Linked DNA regions of Mus musculus: regions 2 and 3 are each linked to region 1. Evidence: chromatin contacts called from public Micro-C and promoter capture Hi-C data. All regions are on one chromosome and are shown on one strand. The core of a region is the stretch at or near the end of the contact, and the rest is flanking DNA. Distances in the headings are between cores, read along the strand shown. Region 1 holds the start of Pnma5 (paraneoplastic antigen family 5). Region 2 holds the start of Renbp (renin binding protein). Region 3 has its middle 12 kb from the start of Gm52443.

Region 1 (4,908 bases), core at 1,510-4,009:
CTCCCCCAGGACCAACAGGATTGGTTAAGGCAACAGAATCCTCCTATTAGGGAGTGGCGGGGAAGGGGAGGTGATACCAGGGTACAGCCCCAAAAGGGTCGTGTGCAACTCCACGGGCGTGGGCGGGGCCGGCATATATAAGATCTTCCTGCCCTGATCTTAGACTCATTTCACATTGAAGAGTCTGTGGTTGTCGCGTCTGTCTCCTGGAGTTCTGGCCTGGCGGCCTCTTCAGCAGGTACCATGCTGCTTTCCCCTTGGTACCCTAAGGATTTCTGCCATTTCTAGACATCACCCATTCCATTTGTGTCCTTTTTATGGCCTTCTGTTTTCTTTCACTAAAACTTTTTGGAAATGTGAGATAAGGGATATGAGGAATGGAGGATATCTGTGAAGGGGTGCAAAGCATAATGGTTTTTTTGTTTTCTGGTTGTGTTCTCTTTGTGAGACAGTCTGAAATTTCTGGGTTCCGGTGATCTTCCTGCCTTCTGAGAAGCTGAACTCCAGGGTTTGTTTGGCTTTTAGAAAAGGTCCAGGTAGAGGAATTTAGGTAGAAGTGAAGGAGGCATTTGGCAGCAGGAGTGACTTTAGGTTGTCGCTAGGATGTGTTGGTGGGACATGGATGGCACGGAACCTGGAGATGAAACTTGAAAGGTTATTGGAAGGTCCAGAGCAGGGACTCGGAGATGGCTTGGGGTGGGGGGGTGGGGGGTGCTCTGGGAACTTGCCGCAACTGGGAAGGGGTAATACTTGGGACAGTTGAGAAGTTGCTGGAACCAGGATCGGTCTGTGTCTTGTTCAGAGCTGGAACTGAGATAGATGGTGAGTGTCCTAAAATGGCGCTGGGACAGGGAAGGGGCGGTCCTTGGGACAGCTGGCAGGTTGTTCGGACCAGGATGGAGCTGGATGGCAGCAGGTTCTGGAATTTGGAGGGACGTTTCGTTGTGCATGAGGTCAGTGGAGCAGTTGCTCAATTTCATGCAAGAACTTTTTCTTTTTGTTTTTTTGAGACAGGGTTTTTTTGTTGTTGTTTTGTTTTGTTTTTGTTTTTCGAGACAGGATTTCTCTGTGTATCCCTGGCTGTCCAGGAACTCACTTTGTAGACCAGTCTGGCCTCTAACTTAGAAATCTGCCTGCCTCTGCCTCCCGAGTGCTGGGATTAAAGGCGTGCGCCACCGTGCGCCACCACGTCCGGCTGCAAGAACTTTTTTCTTTTTTTTCTTTCTTTCTTTCTTTCTTTCTTTCTTTCTTTCTTTCTTTCTTTCTTTCTTTCTTTCTTTCTTTCTTTCTTTCTTTCTTCCTTCCTTCCTTCCTTCCTTCCTTCCTTCTTTCTTTCTTTCTCTTTCTTTCTCTTTCTCTCTCTCTCTCTCTCTCTCTCTCTCTCTCTCTCTCTTTCTTTCTTAGGTATTTTCTTCATTTACATTTCAAATGCTATTCCAAAAGTCCCCCATACCCCCCCACACACACACACTCCCACTTCTTGGCCCTGGCATTCCTCCGTACTGAGGCATATAAAGTTTGCAAGACCACATATTCGGGAACTTTCAGAATAGCATTTGAAATGTAAATGAAGAAAATATCTAATTAAAAAAAAAGTAGCTACTGCCCGCTTAGGTTTCAAAACTGACAGATCAGCCCCAGCCTACTTCAAGTGCAGGGATTAAAGATGTGCTCAGCCATACCCAGCAAGGGGCTGTCTTTAGATTCTTGAGCAGACTCAGAATTAGCACAGCCTGCGTGGGCAGGGACATTCAGGATAGACCATGTTAAATATTCCTTTGCCTTGCCTTGAACAGATCAGTGGGCAGGAACCAGCACTGCTTGTCTGGATAGAGCCAGAAGACTGCCAGGATCAAGCACCAGCACAGGAAAGTCACCATAGCCACACTTCAGTGGGGCACTCTACAGAAGACAGCAGGGTGAGCATCTATTTTGGGAATAGCCTCTAACTGTAGCAGAAGACTGGTGAAGGGGTTTCTTGCCAAGATTCACAGACTGCAGGGTAGGGCCATACCTGAGAGTTGTCTTTTACTTTCTGGGGTCTTTTTTTTTTTTTTGCCTCTGATTCCAGATTCCATACTATTGTAAACCCATATGCTTAATTTATCAGCACTCGCTCCTCAGTCTCTGCCCTATCCTACTCTCCACACCTGTTGCTAAGATGCTTCATTAGTTGGAGAACCATGGCATCACCTGTTGTCCATAAAAGGCCTTAACCTATGTGGTAACTTATGGTAGAAATCTAGATTCACACTGTTCTTGTGTCCATGTCAATACTTTAGCTTGTCGTACGTTCTTTGCACTCAGCACTGTGATCACATCTGCTGAGTTCTAGTCATCTTTCTTATCTGTTGAGCATTTCTTCAGGTGGAGGAGAGTTTATGTGTTGCCAATCTTGAACCTAACAAGGAATGGGTTAAATCCAATATAGCACTGAGTGGGTGGCAGAGTGCTCTCCTGTTCTTTCCTCCACTGGCATTGGTCTTTGCCTCCTGACATTGGCATTTTCCCCACAGGTACTTGCAGAATGCACAGTAGTGTCCCTGGACTTGCAAGGAGGTTGCTGCAACCAAAGGTCAGCAGGGTTCAGTGAGGTTTGGGGAGCTTTCTGTGATTGAACAAGACTGAATGTCTGGGAAAAGGAAAGGTGATGGGAATCATTAAGTAACATCTTAACTTCATTTGCATTTCAGGTTGTGGAAACCAGGACATCACTGCCTTTCTATATGGCATTGGTTTAGAATCTTTGAGTCCTAGTGTTAGGTCTGCTGATAGAGGGAGGGAACAATGGCCGTGGCTCTATTAGATGACTGGTGTAAGGGGATGGATCTGGATCCCAAGAAGGCTGTGCTCATTGTGGGCATCCCCGTGCAGTACACTGAGGCTGCGATAAATGATGCTCTGAAAGAAGGCTTACCTCCCTTGTGTGCATACAAGGTGATAGGCAGGATGTTCAGGAGGGAAGATGAAGCTAAGGCAGTCTTAATTGAACTGCCTGAAGTTGTTGATTATACTATGATGCCTACTCATATACCAGCAGAGGGTGGGGCCTGGGAAGTGGTTGTCAAACCCCGTAGCCCAGATGATGAGTTTATGAATAAGTTGATCTACTTTCTAAGAGATGAAGGACGGAGAATAGTAGATGTGGCCAAAGCCCTGGGGTTTAGCACTGTTCCTACAGGGAAAATAGAGTTAAAGAATTTAGACCAAGACAAACCAAAAGGCTTGAAGTCTCTGTGTAATAATAGCACATGTTACAAAAAACTGAAAGTATTTTCTGGCAGTCCCTTTCCAGGCCCAGGAGAAGAAAGCTTTGAAACCTGGTTAGAGGAGGTCACTGAGCTGATGCAGTTATGGCAGGTGTCCGAGAGGGAAAAGAAGCAGTGCCTTCTAGAGAGCTTGCGTGGCTCTGCCCTGTCAATCATGCAGGCACTGTGGACTAGCAATGACTCCCTAACCGTGGAGCAGTGCTTGAAAGCCCTAAAGCACATCTTTGGAAATAAAGAGGACTCTAAGGTCTTACAGTTCAGGTTCCTTCAGTCTTCTCAGAAACCTGCAGAGAAGGTATCTGACTACTTGCTACGTTTAGAGCCCCTGCTGCAAAAAGCAGTGCAGCAGAGCCCACTGTCAGCACACAGTGCAGATTCAATTCGTCTCAAGCACGTCTTATCTCAGGTCTCCATGACCACTGGCCTTCGGGGAAAGCTCTCCCTCTTAGATCAGCAAGGGTGCCCACCTACTTTTCTGGAATTAATGAAACTTACTCGAGACGAGGAAGAGTGGGAAAGCACTGTGGTAGTGGAGGAGCAGGAGCAGGTACGAAGGGACAGCAGCGCATGTGAGGCGGCAAATGAAGTTGTCACCCAGGCAGAGGATTCTAGGGAGGTCAGCACCCAGACCACAGGAGAGGAGATGACATCAGTGAAACGGAGGCGACTGCTCTGGAGACACAGTGCTGGGGAAGAGGGACAGAGGAAGGAATCAGGTTTCTGGGCTGAAAGTGAACCCGATGAGCAGAAACCTTATGTTAGAGCACAGGAGTCGGGGAACGAGAGAGGGGCTTGGGCAGTGAGCCACCCTAACCCCAAGGAAATAGAGGCTCAGGACAGCCAGGAATTCCTTCCTGTGGCAGGCAACAGAGATACTTTGACAAAATCATGGGGCAGCCCAGACAAAGGAACAGGGGACATGAGTGTTGCAGAAGGGCAACAGGGCCAGGGTAAGGCACCCAACTTCTTACTAGCTAGAAATGATCCCAACAAGCAAGAACAAATTCCACACAGCTCAGTGACTACCAAATGGCAGGACCGTGGGGAGTGTCAGAGACTGAAATGGGGAGCTAGTATGATAACTAGACCACAGGGTAATCCAGACCGCAGTTGGGATACTAGTGGGTCACAAGATGGTGAGGATGGGTGTTCTGAGCTAAGAATGCCCACTGGCACTGAAGCAGCACAGGGTGTGGAGGAGCCTGCCACAGGGTTGTCTTGGGCAGAGGACACCAGTGCCTGGGAACAAGCACGGCTAGGCAGGGAGACAGTACCCAGGAGAGGAGGCCGCAGGATCCAGCCTGTCTTCAGGATCATCTACACAGCTCTAGGGGAGCCCCATGAGGGCAGCACCCTTGAGTCCTTTCGTGAGTGAACTCCCCCCGCTCCTGTGAAACCTGCAAGCCTCAGGACCCAAAGGACCCGGGAGGCAAGTGCCAACACAAGGCAGTTTCCTTCTTGACACCCTGACAGGACACTAGTGCCTGAGAAAAGCCCCAGGCTGGGGCACATGGCACCACAGGGTTAATGCCCTCAGCTGGCCTGAGAGCCTGGGAGTGTGCAGGACAGGTTTTGTGTGAGCAAACAGGAGCAGCAGAAAGAGGACTCTGTGTGTGGGGCGGGGGCAGGCAGGGGGCGG
Region 2 (4,908 bases), core at 1,203-3,702, 890 kb before region 1:
TGGGATTAAAACAAAAGCACATTCTTATAATAGTCATGTGGTTTTAAAGTAAATTCCAGAATTCTCACTAAAAGCTTGCCACAGGCCCAGGAAGAGGAGCAATACACTGTCCTTCAGATAGGAGGTTTGAGAACAATGTCCAGGGATAGGAGGACATGGGTCAGCAGAGGTAAGTTGTCCTGTGCAGATTTGCTAAGACATGTGGACATTTAGCCTGGGAGAAATGCAAGGGTTCTTTTTCCCACCCTACTCCTGTAGCTGTTACCTATGGAGCTACCCTTCTTCCCTGTGCTCACCTTCTCATCCCACTCTGGAAGGCAGGCAATATAGAGGGCTAGAAGGATGGGCAAGTAAAGAGTATACTGCTCTTGCAAAGGACCAGAGTTCAGTCCTCAAGCTTCTTCATTGAGCAGCTCCAGGAGGATTCAATGCCTCTGGCCTCCATGGACAACCCACCCACACAGACACATGCGTACATGCATATAATTAATATAATTAAAAATATTTTAAAGGAATATATCAGAAGTGCTTTGGTGCAGCTTGAAGCTGGATGTGATGCAACACACTTGTAGTCCCAGCCCTGAGAGGTGAACGCAAAGGAGCAGGAGTTCAAAACCATTCTTGGTTAATAGAGTTCAAGGTATCCTGTGATACATGAGACCCTATTGCAAACAAACTAGCAAACTGAGCTCCTGGGGAGAAAGGCATCATAGCTTTGCATCACCCTATTCCCATGAGACTCAGGGCCAGGGAACCACCCATTCTATCATACCAATGCTCTTAACTTGGCTGAGCTTGAAAGGGATGATATGTGTGTAAGAGAAGCTGGGAGACAATGAAGATGGATAAATACAGCTTAAATAACAGCATGCAAGCTTTCCTGGATACAGAGCCAAGGTCCCTGGGCATGACCTAGGCTAAGGGTAAAGATGAACAGAGCAGCTTCAGCAGATACTTAACAGACACTGAGATCAGGCTTATTCCTAAACACCATAAAGATGAAGTGTTTCAGGATGAAAGAGCCATTCTACAACCTGCAGAGCCACCCAGTAGCCATAACCTGGAAAGTAGCAGTCATTGCGAAATGAGTCAACACACAGCTGGGAAGGGGCAGGTAGCACAAGAACATAACCATATCTAGAAACTGAATTCTTTTTACTGACCAACTCCCAAAGCAGCATTGATGAGTCAGGAAGTCTAGTTACTTTACACTCCTGGGTTGCAGTCCATCATTAAGAACATGTTCAAGGAACTGGAGTGATGACTCAGCAGTTAAGTGCACTGTCTGTTCTTCCAGAGGCCCCAGGTTCCATTTCCAGAACCCACGTGGAGACTCACAACCAGCTGTAAGTCCAGGTCCAGAGGATCCAATACCCTCTTTTGGCCTCTAAGGATACTGCATGCATGTGGTGCACAGACATACATAGAGGCAAAAGCAAAAGCAAACAAAAAATAAACCACCACCACCAACAACAACAACAAAACACTGAAACATAAAATAAAATGACAAAAGAAAATGCAGGCAGTGGTGGCTCACGCCTTTAATCCCAGCACTTGGGAGGCAGAGGCAGGCAGATTTCTGAGTTCGAGGCCAGCCTGGTCCCCAGAGTGAGTTCCAGGACAGCCAGGGCTACACAGAGAAACCCTGTCTCGAAAAAACAAACAAACAAATAAAAAAAGACAAAAGAAGGGCTGGTGAGATGGCTCAGTGGGTAAGAGCACCAGACTGCTCTTCTGAAGGTCCGAAGTTCAAATCCCAGCAACCACATGGTGGCTCACAACCATCCGTAATGAGATCTGACGCCCTCTTCTGGAGTGTCTGAAGACAGCTACAGTGTACTTACATATAATAAATAATAAATAAATCTTAAAAAATGTTTTAAAAAAAAGACAAAAGAAAATCAGAACAAGTACCTCTGGCATTCTGGTTGAAATTCTCACTCCACAGAATTCTGCTGAGCAATGAGGGTGCCCAGTGGGTAGCAAGAATGGGGAACAGATTAACCAGCCTGTCACAGAGCCAACCTATACTGTGTACCTAGGAGGAAGGGCCAGAGAGCTGGAGGATGCCCACTCTACTCTGCATGGTTATCACCTGTTTTTCCAGAATCATCCTTGGGGGTGAAGTATCCAGCAACTGGCAACCAGGGCTAATGGTTGTAAATTACTGGACTCAGACAGCTGAAGCTAAAGGAAAGGGCTTGCCGACAATATGGGGTCACAGGGTCTCAGGATTCAGTCATTCCAGGGGCACCCTAACTTCACAATCTGTTGAGATCACCAGCCTCAGCTGCCAGGCCCAGATTCAGTCTCCTACCTACTCCCTCCTCATAAGGCCAGACTTCCTCACCCAGTTCCCACCAGGGGGATCTAGAGCTTGACTGCTCAGTCCAGGCCTAGAAGAGCAGAAGGCGGGGTTTGAAACCCCGCCCTTCGTCCCGCCCCCAACTCGGGGCCCTTCGGAACTCTGAAGAGGATCAGGTGGGTGGGACACTGCTCGGTCAGCTGAGTGATAGTCACGGGATCGCGACCAAGTCTGAATTCCTGGAGGAAAGCAGATGATGGACCTAGGACTCCTAATGTTACAGGTATGTGGTAGTGGATGGTTCCAACTAATGGTGGGGTCAGAAGCCCATTGAAGAGGTGGGAGTACTGTATCCTTGGCTCGAGGCCCTGTGGTGGTGGGGTGGAATCAAGTAGCTCTGGGGCCTACTCGAGTTGGTTCAGGAAGTCCCTGTGAAGGAAGAGCTGTGCTTCCCTGCTCTGCCCTGATTCACTTCACAGGACATGGAGAAGGAACGGGAGACACTGCAGGTCTGGAAGAAGCGTGTGGAACAAGAGCTTGATCGTGTGATCGCTTTCTGGATGGAGCATTCCCATGACCAGGAACACGGGTTAGCTATCCTGCCATGATCCTCCTAGGGCCCCCCTCCCCCTATCTCACTTGGAGGTGACACACAGATCTACTGACCTGAGGAGAGTAGTGAAGCTATGGAGAACGGCTCTTTCCTTCACTTTCTGACAACACTTGTCTCACAGGGGCTTCTTCACATGTCTTGGCCGTGATGGGAAGGTATATGATCACCTCAAATATGTTTGGCTGCAGGGGAGGCAGGTCAGTTTGCACACTTAAGGTGTTCACACAACAATAGGGTATACCCAGGGATACTTAGGATTCCCTCCACCCCAGCTACTCCTCTCTAAACTGTGTTCCCTCACAGGTATGGATGTATTGTCGCTTATACCGCAGTTTTGAGCGCTTCCGCCGTGTTGAGCTTCTGGATGCAGCAAGAGCAGGTCCCCTCTCCTAGCCCTATCTCCCCAGGGGCTTCAGTGGGTTATGTATTCAATGTATCTAAAGGGCTCTAGAAGAGGAAAGGGACTGGCAGGTTCCAAGAGGCAGTATATTCAGAGTCCTTACCTACCATGCATACTTTCCAACCACCAGGTGGTGAATTTTTGCTGCGTTATGCCCGGGTGGCACCACCTGGCAAGAAATGTGCTTTTGTGCTGACTCGGGATGGCCGGCCAGTGAAGGTGCAGCGGACCATTTTCAGCGAGTGCTTCTACACCATGGCCATGAATGAACTGTGGAAAGTAACGGGGGAAGTGCGTTATCAGGTATGTAGGAGCCTGTAGGGGATCACAGGCTGTTGGACATGAGTGTACTCTAATGACAGGCCTGGGAACCTGCCACAAGACCCATTTACTCGTTTCCTACCATTTTGTGACCACATGTTTCCTCAGCGCTCTCTAACCCTAACCCTAAAGGGACCCTGGGCAAACAGTGCCCTGTGTCCAGGTAGAAAAGGTTTTCGCTTTCTTCACTGGGCCCTTCTGCCTGAGAGTGACCTGAATCCCAGAGTCCCCGAAAATAGTATTGGGAGAAGAAGCTGAGCCCTGAGTCCTTGGGGGAAGAAGTATGTGCTGGGACAGGGCAGCCTCTCTGGTCTCCTCACAGAGTGAAGCCATAGAGATGATGGATCAGATCATCCACTGGGTACGGGAGGACCCGGCTGGGTTGGGCCGGCCTCAGCTCTCAGGGGCACTGGCCACAGAGCCCATGGCAGTGCCCATGATGCTGCTCAGCCTGGTGGAGCAGCTTGGAGAAGAAGATGAGGAGCTGACCAACATGTATGCAGAACTAGGGGACTGGTGTGTCCACAGGATTCTTCAGCATGTCCAGGTAGGCACAACCCAGGGTCCTCAGGAAGGTGGAGCCCAGCTTGCTGAGGGCGGAAATGGGTGTGTCCTAAGACAGAAGAGGCCAGAGCAACAGACACATTCTGAGCTATGGAAAGGAGGTCTTGATCTATGTTCTTCCCTTTGATGCCTCTGTGGCATCAAACTCAGTCTTGCCTGTCTCCTCATTCAGGGTTTTACCCTCTTCACTTGAGAGACCCAGACCTAAGCAAGAAGGATCAGAACCTACTGGGTTCATGGGAGACAATCAGCCATTCCAAAAATGTTCTGGAGCAGGGCGTGGTACACATATCTGTAATTCCAGAACTCTGGAGGTGGAAACAGGAGAATTTAGAGTTCAAGGTCAGCCTTGCTTGTATAGTTTGAGACCAGCCTGGGCTACCAAGACTATGTCAAAACATACAACCAAAAATGCCCCTTTAGACCTATTGAGTAGGTATATGGCTGGTACCAAGGGCAGAGGAAGGGATTTTCGAAGTTAGATCTTTCTTCTTCTTCTTTTTTTTTTTTTTTTTTTTTTTTTTTGGTTTTTTTGAGACAGGGTTTCTCTGTGTAGCCCTGGCTGTCCTGGAACTCACTCTGTAGGCCAGGCTGGCCTCAAACTCAGAAATCCACCTGCCTCTGCCTCCCGAGTGCTGGGATCAAAGGCGTGCGCCACCCCGCCCGGCTCCAAAGTTAGATCTTTCTGATTGGGTGACCTGAACT
Region 3 (4,908 bases), core at 1,182-3,681, 560 kb before region 1:
TCCATGCCTGGCTGGTGTGCTCCATTTTATCCAGTAACATCTGACAAAGACAAAAGTTCAAAGCAAGAGTTGTGTTGAATTATGTATGGATGGGGGCACCAGGGTCCTGTTGTGGCTGAGAGACCTCAAAGTCTTCACTGGGCTGTGGCAACTCCTCAGATAACAGGTTCAGGGAAGCTGGGCAGTGGTGGCGCATGCCTTTAATCCCAGCACTTGGGAGGCAGAGGCAGGCAGTTTTCTGAGTTCAAGGCCAGCCTGGTCTACAGAGTGAGGTCCAGGACAGCCTGGGCTATACAGAGAAACCTTGTCTCAGAAAAACAAAAACAAGCCAAACAAACAAAGAAACAAAACAGGCTCAGGGAAGAAACAGATCCTGAGACCTGGCTCTGCTTGCTACAGTCTACACACAACAGCCTACTCTAGAACATCAGAATACTCTAGGGCCTGCTGGCAAACTGTAGCTTCCCCAAAGCTCAGAATCTCTGAGCATTCCTGCTCCTATTTCTCCCCCATCTCCTCCTCTTCCTTCACTTGCCAGGCACAGGCTCGGTGCTCAGAAAGCCTGCTCTAGGTCCATTCCTGACACCGTTTTCTTGGGGTTTCTTCTATCCATCTAGACCCAGCACCCATACTCTCAGAGGAGAGAAGATGAAGGTTACAGCTGCCCACTGGCTTCATGTGCTGCCCTGGCCACCCTCAGCCAGTTTGCCTAATGACCAGTTCACCTCATTACCAGGTCAGCTCCATTGAATTTGGAATTCAAATGAAGGAGTTGATTTCACCTTTTATTCTAACAGCTGCTCTTGCTTGATCAGTTCTCTAATGATCGATTTTACTGATTGGATAAAAACGTTATTTGAAACCAATTTACTAAAGGTCTTCTGTCTGTCATCATTGCAAGGCTGTGCATCACAACTGCGACAAGGACTGGAGATCCTTTTCTCCCGATCCTTTAAAAGTGGACGTGTCTAGCTGCAACCATGTTTTCTAGATCTCCACTCCACAGCTCTTTCTACAGAGCTGTCTAGCCCTGGGGCTCTTCATGGCCACGCCCTGGCTAGGGCCACCTGGACAGAATTACCACCATGCTGGGTTCTGTCACAGTGACAAGAAGACTGAAGGACTGTATCTAGCTCAGAACTAAATGACTCATGATAAAATCCAAATTTTCTTCATATAATGTATTTACTCACAAGAAAAAACACTTTTAGATAAAGGTCCTTTTTTGTGTGGAAGGCAAAAGAAAAACTCTTAAACATTCCAGCATAGAAGACAGAAAAGGACAAAGGTTGGATGTGGCAGGAGTGGCCTCTGGGCCACTAGTTGACCCTTAGACGGAACAGGGACTGAGCCGAAGTTGCTTGGAAACTGCTGAGCTGTATTAGATTCCATAGAACAGAAGCCCAGATAAGAGCTCACTGTCCCCACAATACTGATTTGTTGAGGTGACCTTGTGATCTGTTAAATTACAAAAAATTGGGAGAAAATAAGGGGTTATTGCAGAAGCAGCCACAGTCTGCTGCACCTGGAACTATCAGAGCCCTTTCCAGGCGCCTAGTCTGGCTCTGTTCACGGCACTCCTTGTGCCTGGAGGGCACAGGCCCTGTTCTCTAAGACCTTTGTCCAGCTTCTAGCCTTGCCATTACCTCTCCTAAGCCTCTAAACTGAAGGCTGGACCTCTAGTTCTGTCCTCCATTGTCTCTCAAAGTAACATTTTGTTAATGGTTTAACCCCCCCAAACTCAATGAAGAGTTAGTTCAAAGAGTGCCACTAGAAGAGAACTGTCTCCACCCCCCCTCCCCCAGCCAGGGATTGCTCAGAGAGTAAGCTTTGGAAGAGCTGGGTGTGGGGATGAGGGTACTTGCTGGACTGGACTTGCTGGATGGAGCCTTTGTCAGCCGGCTAGAATTTCTGAAGGCAGAAGGGCTATCTGGGGAAAGTTAATGATGGGTGCTGGGAAAGAAAAGCAGACATCCTTACCCCAGCTCTTTTCTGCTTTTGTATGGGTCTAGAGCCTGAGAGGGGCCGGGGAGGGGTACGAATCCTTGTTTGGAGAGGGCACTGGGCTACAGGCACTGGTGAGACCTAAAGAAGGGTTCCAAAGGAGGGGGCAGACAAAGATACCACTCCTCACCTCAACCCTCAACTTTGGCTTAAAAAGAGCCTTGCCTTCCCCAGCTAAGGAGGGGGTGGGGAGGAGCAGAGATGGGAGGTCAGGCCACCTCCCTCTCCATTCCAGTCCTTTCCAGCTCCGAGGATGTGGGGAGGGGGAAGGCTTACAGGGGATTTGAGTCTGGGCTGAATTTTAACACTGAAAAAGACCAGAAAAGTTAATGGGCGGGAGTGGGGGGAGGTGCAGAATACACAGTGAGCGGCATAAACAAACTCCGGTGAACTGCACCAACAGGAAAGGTCTGGAATGGCCGGCAGAACGTCCGGAAGTGCTGGAGGGCTGCGGGCCCAGGTGTAACTCCCCCCTTCACTCCTGAGCTCTGGTGGCCAGCCTGGAGCCTAGCTTCCACCGTGGGGGGTCTCTCTTCACTCTCCTCAGTTCCAGGCAGGACAGATCCCAGAGCGGCCCACCCCCCTCCTTGAAAGGATAGCTGGCCCTCTTCTTTCAAAATAGCTGTATTGACTTGTGGCCTTCTGACTCTAGGAGACATTTCCAATGAGCAAGGGGAGGCTAGGAGGTGGGGTGGGAACAGATAAGAGTGGACAGAAAGCACTGGGTTGAGAAGTCCTTTAGATGGCAACACCTTGCTTTGCTTTCCTAGGAGGGTGTCAGGGGGAGGGCCTGCTGCTCTGGGTCCAACAGGGAAGCTGCAGCAGGCTAAGCTCAGACCTATTTGCAAATTTCTAGCTCTTCTGAATATATCGTATTCAGCTAGCTTGGGACTTTTCTGGAAGACAGCCTTCTGCTAGGCTTCTCTGGCCAGAAGAGAAGATGGGTCCCAGAGTTCTGAAAAACATGTTCAATGGTCAAACCAACAGCATGTTCTGTTTCTGCATTTGTTGGCTTTAGCCTGCCTCTCTTCCTTTGATCTATGAGCTCAAGAGTATGTGTGGGCTCCCATTTCCTCTCTGAATCTTGGTTGGATCTAAGACCATTTGCTACCCCCGGTCTCTTTTTGGTAGCTCTCAGCTGCACCCAGGGCCATCACTTCCACACAACAGGCTGCCTGATGGCTGAGAGGAAACCATGGCAACAGGAGGCAGAGAGGATATTCCCATTACCCCTTAGAAAGGGCAGCCAATTTCTGGGACCTGAGCCCATTTATTCACTACTTGTGTACTTTGCGATGCATTTCAATTTTGGAGAGATGGCACTGAGAGTATTGGGCCTGAGTAGGGAGACAAGTGGCATGCTTTCCTTTTTCTCCAAAGAGCACTGAAGTACTGCCTCCAACCTCCAAGGCCATTTCTGAGTTCATACATATCTCCAGAGGACAATCTGATCCCCTTTTCAGACAGTCAAGGGGAAATGTATTAGGGGTCACTGGGGACATTCCTCACTACCTGAACTCTTCTGAACAGGTTTCTCTTCTATTTCCAGCACGAGGACCCTTTTAGCGCTTTCAGGCCAGGTGCTGCTTGTGATTTCCTGAGGCGTTGGGGGTAGAGGAAGAGAGCATTCCTATGAGTCAACACTCTAACCGCCTGTGCCTAGGGTGCCCCACCACACGTGTGCACACGCAGCTGGGTGACTTTGGGTCTAGACAACTCTGCCCCCTAGTGACAGGATGAAACTAACATACAGGCCAGAGATAGGGGAACAAACTACCCCAGCAGCTAGAGCTCACTGGAATTCCCTAGGGGGTCTTTGAAAATAAATCATATGGAGAACCAGACTAGGATCTTCATCTTCTTGATGTTGGGTGGAAGGAGAAGCCACAACTTGCATAGTGAGAATTTTGGTTTCTTTCTTTCTTTCTTTCTTTCTTCCTTTCTTTCTTTCTTTCTTTCTTTTTCTTTTTCTTTTTTTTTTTTTTTTGGCTTTTCGAGACAGGGTTTCTCTGTGTAGCCCTGGCTGTCCTGGAACTCACTCTGTAGACCAGGCTGGCCTCCAACTCAGAAATCCGCCTGCCTCTGCCTCCCGAGTGTTGTGATTAAAGGCGTGCGCCACCACGCCCGGCTCGAATTTTGTTTTCTTTAAAAAATATAGAAATATTATGGGAATGTGCTTTTGTTTAACCCCAGGTGTGGGATAAAGAGATGCTTCAGACTGTCCACAGCAGCTGACTGTGATTTGCCTTGTGCTCTGGCAGGGGTGTAGTTTTGCCACCTGCAGAGAGTTTCTGAAAAATGTGTGCCATTTGAAACTCTGGGGACTTTTCCAAGGGTATGTAAATGCCAGGGCCCAGAGAGGGAGGGCGGGTTGTTGTTGATTGCTGGTGGTTGCTATTAAGTAGTTGTGCACAAAGAAGAAATGAGATATCCTGATGATGAAGCTCAAATTTTCCCCAAGGAGCTTGATGCCCTTAATCAGTAGGGTTAGGGGGTTGAAAGAGGACAAGACGTAGTGAAGGAGGATGAAAGAAAGGAGAACTCATCTGCTGGGTGGAAATCATGGCTACTAGACCCCAAGGATGGTGATAACCCCAGGGGAAACACTAACTTCTCTTCAAAATACATGTCAAAGTTCTCTTTCCTGCAGCCTGTCTCAGGCACTGTCTCCTTAGCTCACTCAGTTGCCGTGAGGAGGGGAAGTGATCTCCTGGGTTGTTTGCTATAGGTCAGGGAGCACTGTGTACCAAGAAAGTGGAAATCCTGATCCTATGGCTGTGTGCCAACACCTACCTGCATGAGCTCTTTGGGCCTCCCCCAGATGTAACATGGTTCGTCCAACATATTTTTGGTTAACTTTTTGTTTTTAAATTATACGACATAGAATGATATGAAGATAGTGCA

Evidence for each region. Promoter capture Hi-C pulls out the DNA fragments that hold promoters and counts their contacts. A called contact is a pair of places that touch in the nucleus more often than the background predicts.
Region 2: a Micro-C map of embryonic stem cells shows a contact between it and region 1. The contact joins the promoter of Renbp here to the promoter of Pnma5 in region 1. A contact is called at or near these places in 8 of 39 promoter capture datasets (the 3T3-L1 cell line, embryonic stem cells, frontonasal cranial neural crest and 4 more), 1 of 484 Hi-C or Micro-C datasets (embryonic stem cells) and 4 of 115 datasets of contacts at active chromatin or transcription factors (astrocytes, differentiating embryonic stem cells, embryonic brain and 1 more).
Region 3: a promoter capture Hi-C map of embryonic stem cells shows a contact between it and region 1, with 6 times the contacts expected there. The contact joins the enhancer-like site here to the promoter of Pnma5 in region 1. A contact is called at or near these places in 8 of 39 promoter capture datasets (the 3T3-L1 cell line, embryonic stem cells, hippocampal neurons and 2 more), 3 of 115 datasets of contacts at active chromatin or transcription factors (embryonic stem cells, stem cell-derived neural progenitor cells and trophoblast stem cells) and 2 of 9 other capture datasets (adipose tissue and embryonic stem cells).

The regions. Positions count from the first base shown.
Region 1 is chrX:73,034,954-73,039,861 of GRCm38.p6, reverse strand. Pnma5 (paraneoplastic antigen family 5) reads left to right here and starts at 2,759. Exons shown (of 2, transcript NM_001100461.3): 1 at 2,759-4,698. The coding sequence starts at 2,788. The coding sequence ends at 4,644. Gm52421 (a long non-coding RNA gene) reads right to left here and starts at 3,842. Exons shown (of 2, transcript XR_003953046.1): 1 at 3,765-3,842; 2 at 1-634.
Region 2 is chrX:73,928,394-73,933,301 of GRCm38.p6, reverse strand. It overlaps Renbp (renin binding protein), which reads left to right and starts at 2,452. Exons shown (of 11, transcript NM_023132.3): 1 at 2,452-2,588; 2 at 2,785-2,894; 3 at 3,040-3,115; 4 at 3,222-3,297; 5 at 3,449-3,621; 6 at 3,962-4,186. The coding sequence starts at 2,559.
Region 3 is chrX:73,592,179-73,597,086 of GRCm38.p6, reverse strand. No RefSeq gene overlaps it. Among named protein-coding and RNA genes, the nearest start is that of Gm52443, 12 kb to the right of the region's middle. Within about 2 kb of position 2,431, at least 39 of the 459 cell types and tissues checked have an H3K27ac peak or open chromatin away from gene starts, as enhancers often do. A contact at or near this core is called in embryonic stem cells and trophoblast stem cells, where this site is marked.